Linked DNA regions of Mus musculus: all the other regions are linked to region 3. Evidence: chromatin contacts called from public HiChIP or PLAC-seq data. All regions are on one chromosome and are shown on one strand. Each heading gives the region's core, a stretch centred on a gene start, on an enhancer-like site or on the middle of the called end of the contact. The rest is flanking DNA. Distances are from core to core; before and after follow the strand shown. Region 1 has its middle 50 kb from the start of Gm46260. Region 2 has its middle 120 kb from the start of Gm32500. Region 3 overlaps Gria1 (glutamate receptor, ionotropic, AMPA1 (alpha 1)). Region 4 has its middle 27 kb from the start of Gm46260. Region 5 has its middle 52 kb from the start of Gm32500. Region 6 has its middle 84 kb from the start of Gm32500.

Region 1 (3,014 bases), core at 186-2,685, 970 kb before region 3:
GTCCTGACTTACTGCTGTGGGCAAAGGTTGGTTTTCAGAGTGAATCAAAGCTTCCTTCCTTGGCGGGTAGCTTAGATTGTGTTACAGAAATGGTCTGAGGATGTACTAAGCAATTCTGTAATGTTTGGAACCGGAAATCCAGTGCAGATGGGCCTTTTTTTTAAAGAAAATGTTAAAAAAAGGAGGTAATTTTGACTGTAAATGTCATTATGAAGCTCACTGCTTTGTATAATGAATATAGACTAATAATTTTTTTAAAGATTTATTTTTGGGGACTGGAGAGGTTGCTTATCTTTCAAGAACACTGGAAGCTTTCATAAAGCATATGGGTTTGTTTCCCAGCATGCATGGGGGAGCTCACAACTGTCTATAGCTCTAGCTCCAGGGGATACAATGTTCTTTTCTGGTCTTCATGGACACGTATGTGTGCTTGGTCCTCATACATAAACTCAGGTCCCCATACTCCTTTCAAAGAAGATTTAACTTTTTATTGTGTGCGTGTGTGTGTGTGTGTGTGTGTGTGTGTGTGTGTGTGTGACTGAATGGTACTTGCAGAGGTCAGAAGACAGCATCCATATGATACTCTGGAATTAGAATTAGAGGTAGCTGTGAGCCACTTGATATGAGTACTGGGAACAGAACTTGGGTGCTCTGCAACAGCAGTGGGCAGTCCTATATGCTGGGCCATCTCTCTAGACCCTGGTAAAACATTAAAATAAAGAGATGCTTTATAAAACCCAAAGGAGAAGCCAATCCCATCATAAAGTGGAAGAAGCTGAAGGGAGGGGATGGGGTCTCATTGACCCCCGTGGATCTAAGGTTCTGGGGTAGAATGTTGGCGCTGTCCATTTTTGGTTTCATAATAGGATGCATGATTGCATTCAAAGTACAGACACTGTGGTTTCTGATATTATTTTTGTCCCTGCTGAGATCAGAAAAAACAGTGATTTTCACTAAAAGCCCAACAACAGTTCTCTCCTCTACAACTCTAAGCCTCACCAATGGCAGTTCCTAGGTATTTTTCTCTCTCCTCTCTGCACTGACACTCTAATCATGATGATGGTAGTTTAAATAAAGCAGTAATAACGACTCACAAGAAGCTCTCAGTCCCCGGACTAGAAGAAAAGATGCCGCATTTGGGACTCTTAGGGTCTAACAAGGATGATTTTCTTGCTGTTGACTTATATGAAAGAGCTTATTGAGTAGGTTGGTGACAGCTCAGAGGAAACTGAAATGTATGTGAACAGTGGAGTCGACATCTGAGAACGCCCCTGTGTTGTTCACTGGAGGCAAGAAACATAGACTGCAGATTGTAGCAACTGCTAGACAAAGGGTGCTTACCAATATTGCTGGGCGAGCCTAGCACACACTGCTGTGGGCGAGCAAGGAGAGCTGGCTCGGACCTGGAGAGAACCCAAGTATCAGCGAGCAGCCATCTGGAGGATTCAGGCCTTCACAATGTGGCAATCAGATTCTCTTAAGAACTGATTGCTGGGCTTGTTAACTGGGAGGAACTGCGAGCAGTGTGTCTAATCATGGCCCGAGAACAACTTCTAGTAAATACGGACTTAGGAAGGAAAAACACTGAAGGCATCAATCTGCATCTATTGTGTCCGAAAAGGTCAGCGGCTCACTCCTTCCTTCCTGAGCTCTACAGCCCTCAGCCCTCGCCAGTGTCTACCTTCTGCTTTCCATAGCTAATTCCTGCTCTTTGGATCCTGTTTGCAGAGGGATACCAGTGGCTTAGAGAGCAGGGAAGGGTAATGGGATGTGTACCTTGGAGCTGGCTGTAATTAGTGCTTATGTTTGGGGAAGCACGGCATCCCTGGATGAGGAGTTACTGTAATTCAGGTGACAGACTGAGAAATATTCCCAGCTCATTTTTAAAGCATGGCACAGCTAAGGAGAATGAACATAATATCCCTCAAGTCAGGTTACAGGACAAACTGGAGGCATCTGCTTATACTCATGATCCCAGGAGTCCTTGGGAGTAGATGAGGGATGAGGGATGAAGGATGAGGGATGAGGGATGAGGGATGAGGGATGAGGGATGAGGGTCTTTTGAAGTCATAGGTTTAGGACCTTGCTGGGCAGCAACAGAAGCTGAGAATTCTATCCCCAAAATGAAAATAGAGAACTAATAGGTATGTGGTACCTAAGGTTCTGGCCAAGAAATGTAGTAGATAGCTTCAAAGTCATATCGAATATTGCTCATTCTCTCTCTCTCTCTCTCTCTCTCTCTCTCTCTCTCTCTCTCTCTCTCTCCCTCTCTCTCTCCCTCCCTCTATCTCTTAAGAGACTACATAATGTTATTTACACATACATGGGCTTGAATTTTGAATTATCTCTGTAGCCATCCTTCTACTGACATCATTACTTGCTTCCCTCTCTCTTACAACCACCAACCACTCCAGCTCCAGGGGATCTGATGCCCTCTTTTGGCCTCCAAGGAAAACATGCACGCAGACTTATGAAATTAAAAATAAAAACTGAAAACAAGGAAGCATTTTATTCCCTAGTATTTCTTTCTGTAGTTTCTTATCCATTTTGTTTTCGTTTCCCAGATTCCAAGCACAGGAGGAAAACCTGTGGTATTTGTCTCTGCAGGTCTTGCTTATTTCATGTAGCATGAACCTTCAGTTCCATCCATTTTCCTGCTAATGAGAAAATTTCATTCTTCTTTGTGGCTGAGCAAAAAGTCCCCTGTGTCTATGTACCAAATCTGATCCCCACATTCTCTGATGAGCTCCAAAGGCTAATTTCATAGTTTAGCTATTGTGGATCGCTCTGTAATAAACATGGCCACTCTTTTACAGGGCAGAAAACAGCAACCCAGGACTGTACAGAGAAACCTGTGGTCAGCCTATGAGTAGGTAAACTTGGAGCCTGGTCAGCCAAACAACTTTTTGTTGGCAGGGTTTTTGTGTGTGTGTGCTTCCTAAATTTAATGTTAATCAGAGCCAATCTTGACAGGCCCATCCTTTAGGGAACTTTTAGTCTAAAGATAAAAAAAG
Region 2 (2,700 bases), core at 96-2,595, 830 kb before region 3:
AAACCTCATTTGATGCTCACCACAAATCCACAAGGTGGCGCTCTCATTGGCCACCCATCACAGCCCCTACTACTTCATCACGAGGGAACTCAACCTTAAGCCAAGGCAATAATTCTCAAAGGCACCTCCACCTAGTTCCAGATAGAGCAATTACAGACCTGGCCTGGCTCATGTTCAAGGTTAAGCTCTTAAACACTATATATTACTTCTCTTTGACTTTTTAAAAAACTACACTGGTAGGACTGGGGAGACAGCTCATCTGGTGAAGTGGTTGCCATGCAAGGACAAGGACATGAGTTAGATACCAAAAAAGTCAGATAAAAAAGCTTCCAGTGTTGGGGAGGAGAGACAGGTCCATCCCTGGAGCTTCCTAGCCCAAAACTCTCTAGGGTCAGCGAGAGACTGTGTCTTAAAAAATAAGATGAAATGTCTGAAGAGATTCATTCCTCAGCCGTTCAGAGTGTGTTCCTATAGAGGACCTGAGTTTAGTTCCGGGTACCCATATAGTGACTCACCACCATCTGTAACTCTAGGTTCAGGGAATTGGACGCCCTCTTGTGGTTTCTACCAGTATCTGCTCACTCACAAATCTACATGCAAATAATATTGATACTGATAATACTGATAATAATGTCTTAAAAATAAGGGGGGGCATGATAGGAGCAGGCACTTGACTTCAAACTCTGGCTTCCACAAACATTTTTATGCACACAGGTATACACATAACACATATACACACAGTTGTATGCATACATTACATCACACACACACACACACACACACACTTACAGGAACTGAGGCTTGATGAAGAGATTGAAAGTAGTTAATTTATCCCAGCATACGATGAGAGACTTGGTCTGAGATCCATGCCACAGTGAAGTCTTTCTCCCTTAGCGAAGAGACTAGGCTGGCCACACAGTGTCAGCTCACAACGCCTCTGCTCTTCCTCAGAGATGCACAAGGATATTGCAGTCAGATCTTCTAAAGCGATTGTGTTACCTAGTAGTTCAAAGCAGGCCATCCCTGTTGTCATTGACACTGGGCTAAAAACACATACCAGGCAGTAAACAGCATGGCTGAGGGTAAAGGTCTTCGAGTTTACACAGGTGTTTCTCATAACGGAGAGTCTGCTTATAGCTTTGGATTATTACATTTCATATTTCTCTCGAGCATTCCTTATATTTGACGTATGTCTAGAAGACTCTTTAGCTGGACAATTCCACAATATGAAAAAATTGGAGAAAAGTTAGAGAAAGGGCAAAGTAGGCAAAGACGGCCACAGGAGGTGGGATAAGATCTCTGAAGGCTTGATTTCTAGTTGCCTGGTCTCCTCCTGATTGTGTAGTTCTAATTGCTTCAATTATCTGGTCACGTGCTCATGTAAGTGCTTCCTTTTGGAAAATGCAAATAACCATGAAAAGAAGATGGGAAGATGGCCATTCAAATTCAGTGCTTAGTGTGAATTATTTTATTCAGTTTGCTAAATAATTTTAGGCCAGTTCCTGGTCAAGAAAGGATGGGGAAATTTTACCTTATCCGCTTCTTCCGCACAGCCTTAAATCATGAAGGAGTGCAGAGGGAAGCAGCTTAATAAGAAATCCAGTTAGCTGCATAGTCAGGACATAAGCATGGTGTGGGCAGTGTGTAATGATCTTTTCCTTGTGTTGTGTTTTTCCAGCCATCAGCACATATGATGACTGTGTGATAAGCCAGACCACAGACATTGGTAGACTATGAGTGGGTAGGGAGGAAGGGTTGGGGAGATAGCCCAGTCAGTAAAAGGTTAACTGTGAAAACATTAGGACCTGAGTTTAATTTCCAGAACTCACAATGAAAATCTGGGTATGGTGCTACATACTAGTAAATCCCAGCTCTGGGAAAGCAGAGGTAGGTAGGTGCCTGATCCCTCAGGCCAGCCAGCCCAGCTGACTTGACAAGTTATAGGCCTCTGCATCTGAGGAAAACCACTATGTGCTGTGATGGCTAAGGAAACTTCATTTCATGCTAAGCAGCCATCTTGGTAAGCCCTGGCCATTTATCTCTGACTTCAGTCTCTGGAGGTTAAGTTCTAAGTAACCCTGACTCAGTGACCCCCCACCCAGAAATATATAGCTGTGATCATCTCTTGACTCACCTCAACCACTTAAAATTGGCAGAACAGACCATTTTTTTTGTGTGTGGGTGTGGGTGTGTGGGGTGGGGGCGAGGCTTGCTTGCATACATATCAAAGGTCTCGTGGTTTTCACCTTTAAAAAGACCCTTCCCCATACCCCTCGTATATAGCAATCTCAAATCTGACTCAGAGACTATGCTCCTGCTAGCAGCTAATCAATAAATCTCTTAATTATAATTGAATGGACTCTGTGGTCTTTCCCCAGGAGCCCCAAATTCCATTAACAGTGTACATGTCTATATGTCCATCACTCCCCGCACCACACACATGCATACACACATATAAGTCAGTAGGATAGAGACAGACAGATAGACTCCCTTACCACAGCTCAGCTGGGTACCTAGAAATGATTCAGATCTGCTCTGACCTTCAGTTTGTTCTTCTGCACAATAGAGATAAATATTAACTGCCAGTCTGTAGTTACAAAAACAAGATAATGCATGTGATACTCTTATCAGAGCCACTGATGCCAAGAAGCTCTCTGCAATGCAATCTAACATTTAAAAATTTATTATTTTACTAAATGA
Region 3 (2,726 bases), core at 167-2,666:
GTGCTAACCTATTCAGCCCAGAGCCTATGGAGCCCAGAGCTCCATCCCCAGCCCTGAAAGATTCAGAAATAGTAGTGGCCTCGCTGATGGTCCTCCTGGGGGAGTTTTGGAAATATGAGACTTTGAAGAGGAGGTGATTGGTCATTCTCATATTATAGATAAGAAAACATGGTCCAGGGCACTTAGCCTTATGACTCAGACTTGCATCTAAGTTCCTGCAAGCTGAAGCCTTGTGCAAGCTATTCTTCCACAGCCTATATGTCTTTAGGTGTAAATGGATAATTGGGATATGCCCTGTAATTCATCGTGAATATTTCATTAAGAAGGTTGTGTTAAGCACCCTAAATAGCCTAGGGTCCACACCACCTAGTATCTGCAGGCCTTAATACAGACAAGGCTTATTGAACCACTGACAAACAGGATAACAGGTAAGAGAACAAGACAAATGGCTGGTTAATACTTCCTCAGAAGAAAAGAACCTTTCATAAACCATAAGGGGATACCTTCCCTCTCTCTGCACCAAGGAGAATGCCCACCCCAACTCCCAGCATCCCCTGCAAGCTTCCTCACATAGCAACCTCACATGGCAGAACCCAAAACAACTTCCCAGGTATGGTATTAGCATGGAAACATTTGCAGTTGGACCCTGTACATTCCTTCTTTCTAAATCCCTAAATATCAGCCCCATTCCTTCAGCTGCAAAAGAGAACTCTTGGACTCAACGAGCAGTGGCTTATTTAGGATCCTCATGGTCTTGTGTGCATCTGAATTTCAAGGAAGTCACTACTCTTTGGCTGAGGAAGGCTGCAGCAAATTAGTATTCCTGCCGTCAGTCCTCCTTTGGGGACTAAACTCTTTTTTTCTTTCCATCTCCATCTCTCAGTGAAATTTTTTGTTCCAGACCATGCTGTCTCAGCCAGTCTCTTCCTAATGTGATTCTCTTTGATTCACACCAGGCAGCCCCTGCAAGAAGACAGCACCAAAGCAAGCGCCTAGGTGGCTGAGGACGGTGCGCTGGCAGGAGCAGTTCTGGAAGCATCTTCGAACACAGCCATCACACATTTAACCAAAGTGACTGACAGAGTGTTTCTCCCCCTCTGTACTTTCAGTCCATTAGTCTTATTTGTCTTCTGCAGAAAGACGCCTCCCTCCACACCTCAGGTTCCTACAAAAATCAGTGTGTGCGTATCAGACACGCCTACGCACATGATGTGATGGGCACCAGTCTGGATCTGGGGGGAGTAGTCGGTGTTTTGTTCCTAGGCTATGAGTCCTGCTTTCCTCCCCCGCCCCACTCACTCCCAGCCCCCACCCCGCTCTACTTCTTTGTTTCCTTTCTGCTTTTCCCAGAAACTGCCTCTTCTTGCTGTTAGTCATCATGGAATCGAAAACCCTTTAGCATTCCAGGCAGCTGAGAGCATTTACATCGTTCCTCTCTCCTTAGCACCGGGAAGCCTATGAGGCCCCAAAGACACTGTGTGTCATCAGCAACTGGCTTTTTTCTTAGAAAATATTCACTGTGGTCTACCTTTGCCATCCAGCTCTGTGGTCTTGATCCTACCCATTGCATCAGCCATCACCTTCCTAGGTCTCTAGATTGTAGACATACACATCCCTCTCCTATGAAGCACGTGTTTAGCACGTGTCACTTTTTCCACAGATATATATGAATATGTTCAAGAAACTAAGGGATCTTTTTAAATTGTTTTTTATTTACACCCTCAATGTTCCCCCTCTCAAAGTTCTTCACCCCATCCTCTCTCCCCTTCACCTCTGAGAGAGCAGCCCCCGCCCCAGGCATCCCTCCTTCTCTAGGGTATCGAATCTCTACAGGATTAGGCGAATCCTCTCCCATTGGTGCCAGACAAGGTAGTCAGTCCTCTGCTACACATGTCCAGGCTACTTGGTGCTGTTGGTCTTCCTATGGGATTGCCATCCCCTTCAGGTCCTTTAATCCTTCCCCTAACTCATGCATAGGTGTCTGAGACCTCAGTCTGATGGCTGACTGTAAGTATGTGCAAGCATGTGTAAGTCTGTCCACTGCTGGTAAGGCTCTCACTCACTCAACATTGCATGGCTAGGAAGTTGCAGAACTCATTTCAGGTCCGTTCATTTGACCCCTCAAGAAGGCTGAAATCTCCCTTTTCTTAAGAGCATCACAAAAATTCATTATAATAAACACTGAAAACTACATGCTGATTGCTAAGTAGTAAAATTGGACTTTAAATGTAAATTTCTTGGTTGATGACCCATCCAACCTTCCGAGCAGATAGTTTGTTGGCTGCCACGAGAAAGCTGGAGAAAGAACAAGATTAACAAGTTGAGACCGCAGCGATGTCTGACACCTTAAGAGTGCTTGCTGTTATATCAGGGTCCTTTCAGCAAACGCTTGCTAGTGTATGCAATGGTGTCAGAGCTCTTGACTCTAGCTGCATATGTATCAAAAGATGGCCTAGTAGGCCATCACTGGAAAGAGAGGCCCATTCGACACGCAAACTTTATATGCCCCAGTACAGGGGAACTCCAGGGCCAAAAAGTGGGAATGGGTGGGTAGGGGAGTACGGGGGGGGGGGTATGGGGGACTTTTGGGATAGCATTGGAAATGTAATTGAGGAAAATACGCAATAAAAAAATTACTTAAAAAAAAAAGAGTGCTTGCTGTTCTAACAGAGTGTCCATATTCGGTTCCCAGCAACCATGTCAGGAAGCTTACAACCTCCCGTACC
Region 4 (3,032 bases), core at 430-2,929, 990 kb before region 3:
TTCAGCCCTAGAGATGACTGAATCACCACCCCCAGGGCCTCCACGTTGTTCTCAGCTCTTCCTTGGTTGCCAGTGGCATCTGGGATGCTCGAGACTGAGAACCTATTATATCTGGCCTCCATGAGGCCCTAAGACCTCCAACTGCCCCTTGTCCACCCCTCTGTGGGCTGGGGTCTGTGGCTTCCCACAGCCAGAAACTCACCTTGGGACGTGTGGAGAGCGTGTGGCAGTCCTCAGAGTATGCCTGCCCAGAGCACTGGAACTCTGACGGGACACAGGTTTTCTCCCACTGCCTTTATTTCCCTACACCCACTGCCCGACATATTAAGTAATATACAGTAGCAGAAAGGCACAGGACTGAGTGTCAGGACACTTCAATCCTGTTCTGTGTAAGTTTTGTCTTAGTGGTGTCAGCAGTGAGGTACCTTGTAATTGAATTCTGGAATGTGGAGATGGACAAGAACTTGAACCCCCAGATTGTTTTATTTAAAATTGTTAAGTGATGGAAGGAGTTACAGAGACAAAGTTTGGAGCTGAGACAAAAGGATGGACCATCTAGAGACTGCCATATCCAGAGATCCATCCTATAATTAGCCTCCAAACGATGACATCATTGCATACACTAGCAAGATTTTGCTGAAAGGACCCTGATATAGCTGTCTCTTGTGAGACTATGCTGGGGCCTAGCAAACACATAAGTAGATGCTCACAGTCAGCTATTGGATGGATCACAGAGCCCCCAATGGAGGATCTAGAGAAAGTATCCAAGGAGCTAAAGAGATCTGCAACCCTGTAGGTGCAACATTATGAACTAACCAGTACCCCGGAGCTCTTGACTCTAGCTGCATATGTATCAAAAGATGGCCTAGTCGGCCATCACTGGAAAGAGAGGCCCATTGGACACACAAACTTTATATGCCCCAGTACAGGGGAATGCCAGGGCCAAAATATAGGAATGGGTGGGTAGGGAAGTGGGGGGGTGTATGGGGGACTTTTGGGATAGCATTCTAAATGTAATTGAGGAAAATACGTAATAATAAAAAAATTTTTTTAAAAAAGAGTATAATCAAATATGAATGCATAAGGTATCACATTTTTAAATGTTATATTATTTTTATAGACTACAGAAGTTGAGAACTAAAAAATAAAATAAAATAAAATAAAATTGTTAAGTGTATGTGTATCTGCACACACAAGTACACTTGCTCACACAGGTCAGAATGAGGCACTGAGCCCCTGAAGCTGGAGTTACAGGTTGTGAATCACTTGACAGGGATGTTGGGAACTGAACTCCAGTCTTTTATGAGAAGAGCAAGTGTTTGCAACTGCTTATTCATTCCCCTGACCCCTAGACCTCAGAACTGTACAGAAAAATGCTCTGTGTTTGGACTCACGTGTTTTATATGCCCACTCAAAAACTGCTTATGGATTTGAGCACTGGAGTCCAATCTGGGGTTCTGAACAAGCCGATCTTTGGGCCAAGGGAAGATGATAATTGGCATTGGGATGATTTACTGATAGAGACAGAGTAGAGTTTAGGAGGTCCCCCTTCCAACAAAGATTCAGCAGACAGCATTCCATCTGCTAATCGAAATCAGACCGCTGATCTCAACCTGCTCAGTGGCATTAGCTCATTCCCATAGCTCCCTGCTCACAGGGATAGAATACATCTTTCTTCTGTCCTCTCCTAAGGACTCCCCAGCTGCATGCGGCCCAAAGGGGAAGCAGGCTGTTCCAGATGGCTTTGCTCTGCACCAGTACATTTCATTATGTAAACCCTCCTTCCGACAGCTCACGTGGAACATGCCATGTCCTGAGAGAGGAGCTTTCATTAACCATATTGCTTCTGACACATGGAATCAGTGCATTACATGGCCCTATACCATGCTGTCAGAGGGGTGATGTGACAGTCAGCAGCACCAGCCTCAATTCTGTATCCACAAAGATGTTCACCTCTTTTACTAACAACAGAATTTGTAACTCTTGAAGAAGAAGGGCAGGGGGACTTGAAAACTGGGGAATTGCAAAGTCCCAGTAGTAGAACTGAGAACAATATCCAAGTTTTTGGTCACCCAGAGTGTACTCTTTATATTGTAGACTACTTAATTCTTAAACATGCCTAGTGTCTTTTTAAAATACAGACTGCAGGAGGCTTGATGAAAGGCATACATTTTATTTTGTTATGCCAAGAAACTTAACTACCACCTACTATCTGGCCTCAAAACAACATATTCTTAAAGGATTTTAATCACTGTACAACTCTCTCTCTCTCTCTCTCTCTCTGTGTGTGTGTGTGTGTGTGTGTGTGTGCTACACAAGTGTAGTGCCTATGGAGGCCAGAAGAGAGGCACCAGAACCCTTGTAGACTGGAGTTACAGGTGGTGGCAATCAGCCAACTCAGGGTTTGTGAACTGAACTTGGATCCTCTGGAAGAACAAAAACTTCTGATCCATCTCTTCAGCATCAATTAATTCATTCTGTCTATGTTAATCCTTAAGTGCTCATAGATATCTTTTCAAAAGTCTACACTATTCTTGGCTGCTGTGTAAAGTCAGAAACAGATACTCGGATCACAGCAGGCAGAGGGAGCTGTGTGATCCTAGATGGGAATGAGATTGTCAAAAGGGTTGTATTAGAAGCTACAGATATAAGGAGGGAGGATGAATTGGAGATCCTAGATGTCAAGTAACGAGGTATCTTAGAATGACGTACTAAGAGCTTTATGAGGCAGGGTTTTAAAACAAGAGAATGTCAAGTGTTGACATGAATTGGATAACACACAAATTCTTGTTAAGTTTCTTCTTCTACCATGTGATTCTTGGAGATGGAAGTCAGGATCTCAGCAAACACTTTTCCCACTGAGCCATCTCACTATTTCCAATAGGCAGTGTTTAATCCATTTGTTCAATATTTATGGAGACTTCTGTTCTGGATGGTAGATAGTCTCTGAAAGTCATAACCAACCCTGTTTTCATAAAGGGCACACTCTGCTGGGAGAGGTAGATGTTAAAACTAATGTGAACGTAGTTTTG
Region 5 (3,008 bases), core at 477-2,976, 770 kb before region 3:
CCAACTGGACCATGTAGATTATAAATGAAAAGGGTGGGTGCATGAAAGGGGCACAGAATGTGTTGGGGATGCTAGGGAAAAAGGGAGAAGGGGGAGAATTAAGACACGTGTAAACAAGTATACATTTGTCAAAGAAAAAAATAAAGATATTCTATCTAAAATGCACCATGCTATGGGAGAGGGAGATATCTGCTAGGAAGGGGATATAGGAAGGGGATGTAGAGTGTTGTAAAGGAAGAGAGGGAAGAAGGGAATAGTTAAGATTAAAGGTGGTGAAGGATGGGAGGGAATGTAAAGATGGAAAATGGTGAGGAATAAATAACAGAGGCACCTTTTTCCTGATTTTTTTTATTAAGTTTCTTATTTATTTTGCATCCCAATCACAGCTTCCCCTCCCTCCTCCTCCCAGTCCCTCCCTCTCCCCTTGTCTTGACTTCACCCACTCCTCTTCTCCTCCTCAAAAAAGGGAGTGGGGCTTCCATGGATATAGACCAACCTTGGCATATCAAGTTGCAATAAGACTAGGCACATCTTTTTCTACTGAGGCTAGGCAAAGCAGTGATGGAAACTGTTGCAGAGACCAACAGCCAAACATTAAGAAGAGCTAGAAAAACCTACCAAGGACACTACAAGAAAACCTACAGAATTAACTAATCTGAGCCCATAGGGGCTCATAGAGTCTGAACTGCCAATCAGAGAACATGCATAGGACAGAGCTAGATGCTTTGCATATATGTAACAAAGGCACTTGGAAAAGACCATATTGAAACCCACAACTGTAGAAGCTTTCTAAAATATTCACATCCACATGGATAAGAAGAGTTTAAATGGAATTACTCTAAAATGGAGTGACAATACTCCAAATAGACACCGTATTCTATCAATAAAATCACTAGTACAGGAAAGGGCTACATCCTTTTGAATTGTTGGTCAGTGGGGTCCCATAGATCCTCTAAACAGTACAGACTATTGCCAATGCTCTCAATTAACTCCAGAAATTGTGGGCAAGATGCTATTGCTGAAGACACCACATACATGACTTCTATGATATGGAGAACTCTAGATAGCAGTCAACTGGAAGAGTCAACCCTGCTGGCCAGTGTTCATGGTTTTAGAATGTTGTGCCCACTACTGAAGAAGAAAAATAAACTTTCATCTCACCTAACTATGAACACTGCTAGTGGCAATAACAATTTGCCTGGCATGATGCAATAAAAGTTTAAATGGTACAGGGGTAAAAAAAATACAAAAAAACCCCAAAACACTCTCTGATTTAATTTAAGGACTGTTCCATGAGATAAAACCCAGCCATGACATTGTCAGCAAGTCCAAAACCTACTATTAGGTAAGTCATGGGATCTAGGAGAAAACATTCTGCTAAATGGACAAAAGATTAAAATTACTCCTAGTAACTTATCACTGTATTATACATTAGTACATAACTCAACCCTTTCAGAGGAGCTTCTTGTTGAAATAGATGGAAGTAAACAGAAACCTACAACTGGTCAATGTGCAGAGAACAGGAGGCTTTGAAATGCTTCACCTTGTTTTTGAGACACAAGCTTTCACTTTTACAGAAATAGCACAATACTAGGCTCTCTGGTGGGAGACCCCTGGGGATTCCTACCCCTCCCCAGCTACCCAGCACAGGGATTCCAAGCCTGTACCTCACCAGGCTTATTCGTGTGTACTCTGGATACCGAAATCAGGTTCTTGTGTTTGCATGGTAACCACTTTAAGCTGATGAAACATTACTTCCATGTGTCCAGCCCAATAACCTAGTTTTCTGCACAGCATGAATCATCCTTTGAAATTATTTTGCTTGCTTATCTTTCGTAAATCCATCATCTCTGTCCCTTTCAGAGAAGAAGCGTCATTCTTTCTATTTCTCCACAATTATGTTCACATTGCCAGTAATTTTCCAATGCTAGGGGAAAAAAATAACAAGATGAAGAGATGGATTAGAAAAGAGACAGAGAGTTACAGACAGGCAGTTTGCAAGGGAGTTAATCTAGCTTAACTGGTTGAGTTAGAGAACACCCAGGGCCTGTTTGAGCTCCGCTGTTCTGACAGCATGCATGAGAGAGTTACATAAAGGAGCAAGCAGGTGAGATCAGTTTCTACCTTTGCAGAGCTTAAGATCCAAGGAGAAGATCACTATATGCCAATCTATCATTCCACTAATAGAAGAACTGCAAATAGGTTTATTCAAAGAATGGGGCTGTAATCTTCTAGGTGAATCTCTAGCAAGACTTGACTTTCTTGGGGAGAAAGGGAAGGCTTTACAGAGAAAGTGGCATTCCTTAGAGGACCTGAAGGCTGGTATGATGAGGATGAATACAGAGTAGAAGTGGTAGTATTGTAGAAGGAGGAACAGCATCAGAGAAATGAGGTGAACTATCTCTAGCTATGACACCCATGAAGTGTGTTGGCCCCGTGAAGCCTCAGCATCTTGCCAGGACCCCTGGCCACATGAGGGAGCTGACATCAAGATTATCATACTCGATGCTGGATTCATTACCCCTCACAGAGTAAACACTGAATGACTCATGAAATTTTATCTGCCCACAGAAGACTTTTAATGTGCGTGTTTTACGACACTAATATTAGTGAGTCAGCCAGTGGACAGCCTTTAACATCAGTCTCGTCCCTCCGTTCTTTTAATGCAGTGTGGGGAGTCAGCAGGTTTGGCTTTGTTTCTTTGCTACTCTCAGAATTTTTCATTTGTCTGTGAAAGCATTTCCTGTTTGCTTTGTTCCTTTTCCATCAATTCACTGGGGCATACTTTAACTCTTGCTCCAGTGAAGTGGTCATAGTGAAGTCAGCAGACATGAATATGGGATACTAGCTTTCAGAAAACAGAAGGCTGATGCTGCTGAACAGTCTTCTCTTTACCAGCCTACAACAAGCATCCCTCTGCAGCTCTACAAATGAACAATGCTGGTCCAACCAGTATGTGTTGGATCGGTTATTCTCCATGCCTAGTTGGCTTCTCTTTCCACAGACCT
Region 6 (2,737 bases), core at 3-2,502, 800 kb before region 3:
TTATGGGTCAGCTTGGTCACTATGCCCCCCCTTCCCCCCTTGACAAGTCCCATGATCTATCCAGATCAGCCTGATCCTTCAACTCTATGAAATGCTTAAGTGTCCAGTGGGGACTCTTTTTCTGCCTTACTCAGAAAGGGGGAATATGTGGGTGCAAAATTTATAGGACAAAGTAAACACACTGATATAAGGTGCCTCCGATTGCAGTGGCTTGATGGTTTGAACTTTGAATTCAGAACAAAACCTTGTGGGAATCCGGAGATCTTCCCAGTTACTGAGTCACCCCCGGCAAACCCTTTCATCTCTCTCTGAGCCTGGGATCATTCCCCTTTTACAGAAGAGCGAGAATGAATGGAATTTGCAGGAGCGTTGCAAAGTAGAATAAGGAAAAGTGTATAGTCAGTATAACCCACCAAGGTGACCCAGCGTTTCGGCGGTTTTGGCAGGATTTATTCTTTTCCAGCTATTTACAGCTACCATCTTTATTTCTTACATTCTCCGAGTCTAATCGCTCCACTGTCTTAAGCCTGTCCTCTCACATGAGAGAATAAAGCAAGCTCTGATTGGTTTCTCTTCACAGCACTCTGTGTCTTTGATCCCTCACACATGGAAGTTGCACTGGAAAACAGCTGGGTACATAGGCACTCCAGCTGTACCAGCCCAGCATGGGGAGCCATCCTCCAGCAGACAGCATTTAAAGGGAACATTCCAGTGATGGATTTGAGTGTTGATAATTGATATTCTCATATGTATACCCATTCATCCACTCAATGACTCTTTGATTATATAGCAGAATCAAAAAAGCTTCAACATGAGAAAAGAACTTATCTATGACTTATTATACTGTATGCTTGAAGGAGATTCAGGGAAGTTCAATGCAATTTTTATTTCCACATTGAGAAGAATATAAACAAAACAAACTAACACATCCTGCCAGGCTGTTGGAAAGAGAACGAACAGAGCTTTGCTCCTCTCTAGGATCTCAAAGGGCTCAGGGAAAATGAAATGTGTGTGTGGAGATGGCTGTGAAGTGAGAGACAGGCACTTGGCATAGTCATGGGGGTTTTAATAGGATATTACTTCCAGCTAGAAGAGAAGATTGAGGGACACACTCAGGTTTGTGCTATGCAATGAATTTCCCTTTATGTTGGGAAGATCTGCTTTTTCTTCTGCAGCCACTGTCTCTTCCTCTCTGTATAGTAGGAGTGGAATCAACCCTATTCCCAACATTAGACTTTGCTCAGCTGGTTAGGGTAGTATACTGTTCAGCTATGGAAATTATCTTGCAGATGTGGTCATCCTGAAAGCCCTCAGCAGCCAGATGTCTCAAAAGGGGAAAGTGAGTCAGAGTGACTCAGTGTAGAAGAATCAAAGAGATGGAAAAATACAGATTTCTGGGGTTTGGCAACCAGCTCAGTGGATGAAAGTTTACTATGCAGGCATAAGGATATGAGTTTAAAGCCTAGCATTCATGCCAAAAGCCAGGTATAGCAGCTTGTGCATGCCTGTATCTCCAACATCACGAGAGGTAGAGATAGGAGGATTGCTGGGGCTTGCTGGCTTCCAGCCCATCTCCAAGTTCCCTATATAAGACAGTATCTAGGGAATAAGAGAGCCTGATTAAGGAGAACACCTGATGTGACTCTCTGGCCTCTGTGAGTGCATGGAAATGACCATAAGCACATGTATGTGCATATACTACAGACACATATATCAAAAATGTATACACATATACATGTAATAAATTAGTAAATTATATGCAGATTCCTAATGTCATTTGGGTACCTGGATCTAGATGAATCTTGAATTAATGCTGTTTCAGAAGACAGAGTTCATGCTGGGAGTGGTGGAGCACGCCTTTAATCCCAGCACTCGGGAGGCAGAGGCAGGTGGATTTCTGAGTTCAAAGCCAGCCTGGTCTACAAAGTGAGTTCCAGAACAGCCAGGGCTACACAGAGAAACCATATCTCAAAAAGCCAAAAAAAAAAAAAAAAAAAAAAAGAAGACACAGTTCTGTTGCTATGTAAACTAGCCAAGTTTAAATAGTGATTATTTTTGTAGGCTTATGTATTTTATATGTATATGGCATTTTGCCAGCATGTATGTATTTGTATGTATTTGCATTATTTATGTGTGCCCTGTCCACAGAGGTCAGAAGATGTCATTAGATTCCCTGGAATTGGAATTATAGATGATTGTCAGCCACCTTGTAGGTATTGGAAATTGAACTCAGTCCTTTGGAAGAACAGCAAGTTCTCTTAACAGCTGACACACCTCTCAAATCCCTAAGCTGGGATTTTTAAGATCCATTTAGAGCAGTAATATTTTAATTTGGCCATGATTGGTAGGTAGACTTTGCCTTTGTGTGTAATGAGGAAGTTGTAGGACAGCAATGGAGGGAGAGGTAAAGATGCAAGCACATAGAAGTGTCTGGAAGATCACAAAGCATCCTGCTTGGGTGCAGTCAGGAGAGTTAATAGACAAGTCGGAGAATGAAAACAAGGAGGGAGATGAGATTTCAGAAAGTCTTTGGCCCTACACTGCAAGGATTTAACATGGAGATGAACGAACCATTGGGGATTTTATAGACAAGCTTGTTCTGTGCTGATCTGTGCAGAGTGGAAGCAGGCAGATGTAGAGGTCGGACGTTTAAGGAAATAATTATGGCAGAGAGAGCTGTGTGAAAGACACATAATTAACACTCTTGCCAAGTGTCTCTTCTTTTTCAGAATGGGAA

Evidence for each region. HiChIP or PLAC-seq counts read pairs in DNA pulled down with a chosen protein or histone mark.
Region 1: a contact with region 3 is called in an H3K27ac HiChIP or PLAC-seq map of SST interneurons, with 7 times the contacts expected there. The contact joins two enhancer-like sites. A contact is called at or near these places in 1 of 15 datasets of contacts at CTCF or cohesin (the NIH/3T3 cell line), 1 of 484 Hi-C or Micro-C datasets (frontal cortex) and 2 of 115 datasets of contacts at active chromatin or transcription factors (the NIH/3T3 cell line and SST interneurons).
Region 2: a contact with region 3 is called in an H3K27ac HiChIP or PLAC-seq map of embryonic fibroblasts, with 7 times the contacts expected there. The contact joins two enhancer-like sites.
Region 4: a contact with region 3 is called in an H3K27ac HiChIP or PLAC-seq map of SST interneurons, with 11 times the contacts expected there. The contact joins two enhancer-like sites. A contact is called at or near these places in 2 of 484 Hi-C or Micro-C datasets (cortical neurons and frontal cortex) and 2 of 115 datasets of contacts at active chromatin or transcription factors (the NIH/3T3 cell line and SST interneurons).
Region 5: a contact with region 3 is called in a CTCF HiChIP or PLAC-seq map of the NIH/3T3 cell line, with 5 read pairs. The contact joins two enhancer-like sites. A contact is called at or near these places in 1 of 15 datasets of contacts at CTCF or cohesin (the NIH/3T3 cell line), 1 of 484 Hi-C or Micro-C datasets (nephron progenitors) and 1 of 115 datasets of contacts at active chromatin or transcription factors (the NIH/3T3 cell line).
Region 6: a contact with region 3 is called in an H3K27ac HiChIP or PLAC-seq map of embryonic fibroblasts, with 8 times the contacts expected there. The contact joins two enhancer-like sites. A contact is called at or near these places in 1 of 15 datasets of contacts at CTCF or cohesin (the NIH/3T3 cell line) and 3 of 115 datasets of contacts at active chromatin or transcription factors (the NIH/3T3 cell line, SST interneurons and embryonic fibroblasts).

The regions. Positions count from the first base shown.
Region 1 is chr11:56,168,371-56,171,384 of GRCm38.p6, forward strand. No RefSeq gene overlaps it. Among named protein-coding and RNA genes, the nearest start is that of Gm46260, 50 kb to the left of the region's middle. Within about 2 kb of position 1,436, at least 23 of the 459 cell types and tissues checked have an H3K27ac peak or open chromatin away from gene starts, as enhancers often do. A contact at or near this core is called in SST interneurons, where this site is marked.
Region 2 is chr11:56,307,211-56,309,910 of GRCm38.p6, forward strand. No RefSeq gene overlaps it. Among named protein-coding and RNA genes, the nearest start is that of Gm32500, 120 kb to the right of the region's middle. Within about 2 kb of position 1,346, at least 10 of the 459 cell types and tissues checked have an H3K27ac peak or open chromatin away from gene starts, as enhancers often do. A contact at or near this core is called in embryonic fibroblasts, where this site is marked.
Region 3 is chr11:57,139,200-57,141,925 of GRCm38.p6, forward strand. The region is part of intron 2 of Gria1 (glutamate receptor, ionotropic, AMPA1 (alpha 1)); the gene reads left to right. Among named protein-coding and RNA genes, the nearest start is that of Gria1, 130 kb to the left of the region's middle. Within about 2 kb of position 1,417, at least 36 of the 459 cell types and tissues checked have an H3K27ac peak or open chromatin away from gene starts, as enhancers often do. A contact at or near this core is called in the NIH/3T3 cell line, SST interneurons and embryonic fibroblasts, where this site is marked.
Region 4 is chr11:56,145,157-56,148,188 of GRCm38.p6, forward strand. No RefSeq gene overlaps it. Among named protein-coding and RNA genes, the nearest start is that of Gm46260, 27 kb to the left of the region's middle. Within about 2 kb of position 1,680, at least 4 of the 459 cell types and tissues checked have an H3K27ac peak or open chromatin away from gene starts, as enhancers often do. A contact at or near this core is called in SST interneurons, where this site is marked.
Region 5 is chr11:56,372,020-56,375,027 of GRCm38.p6, forward strand. No RefSeq gene overlaps it. Among named protein-coding and RNA genes, the nearest start is that of Gm32500, 52 kb to the right of the region's middle. Within about 2 kb of position 1,727, at least 28 of the 459 cell types and tissues checked have an H3K27ac peak or open chromatin away from gene starts, as enhancers often do. A contact at or near this core is called in the NIH/3T3 cell line, where this site is marked.
Region 6 is chr11:56,340,604-56,343,340 of GRCm38.p6, forward strand. No RefSeq gene overlaps it. Among named protein-coding and RNA genes, the nearest start is that of Gm32500, 84 kb to the right of the region's middle. Within about 2 kb of position 1,253, at least 16 of the 459 cell types and tissues checked have an H3K27ac peak or open chromatin away from gene starts, as enhancers often do. A contact at or near this core is called in SST interneurons and embryonic fibroblasts, where this site is marked.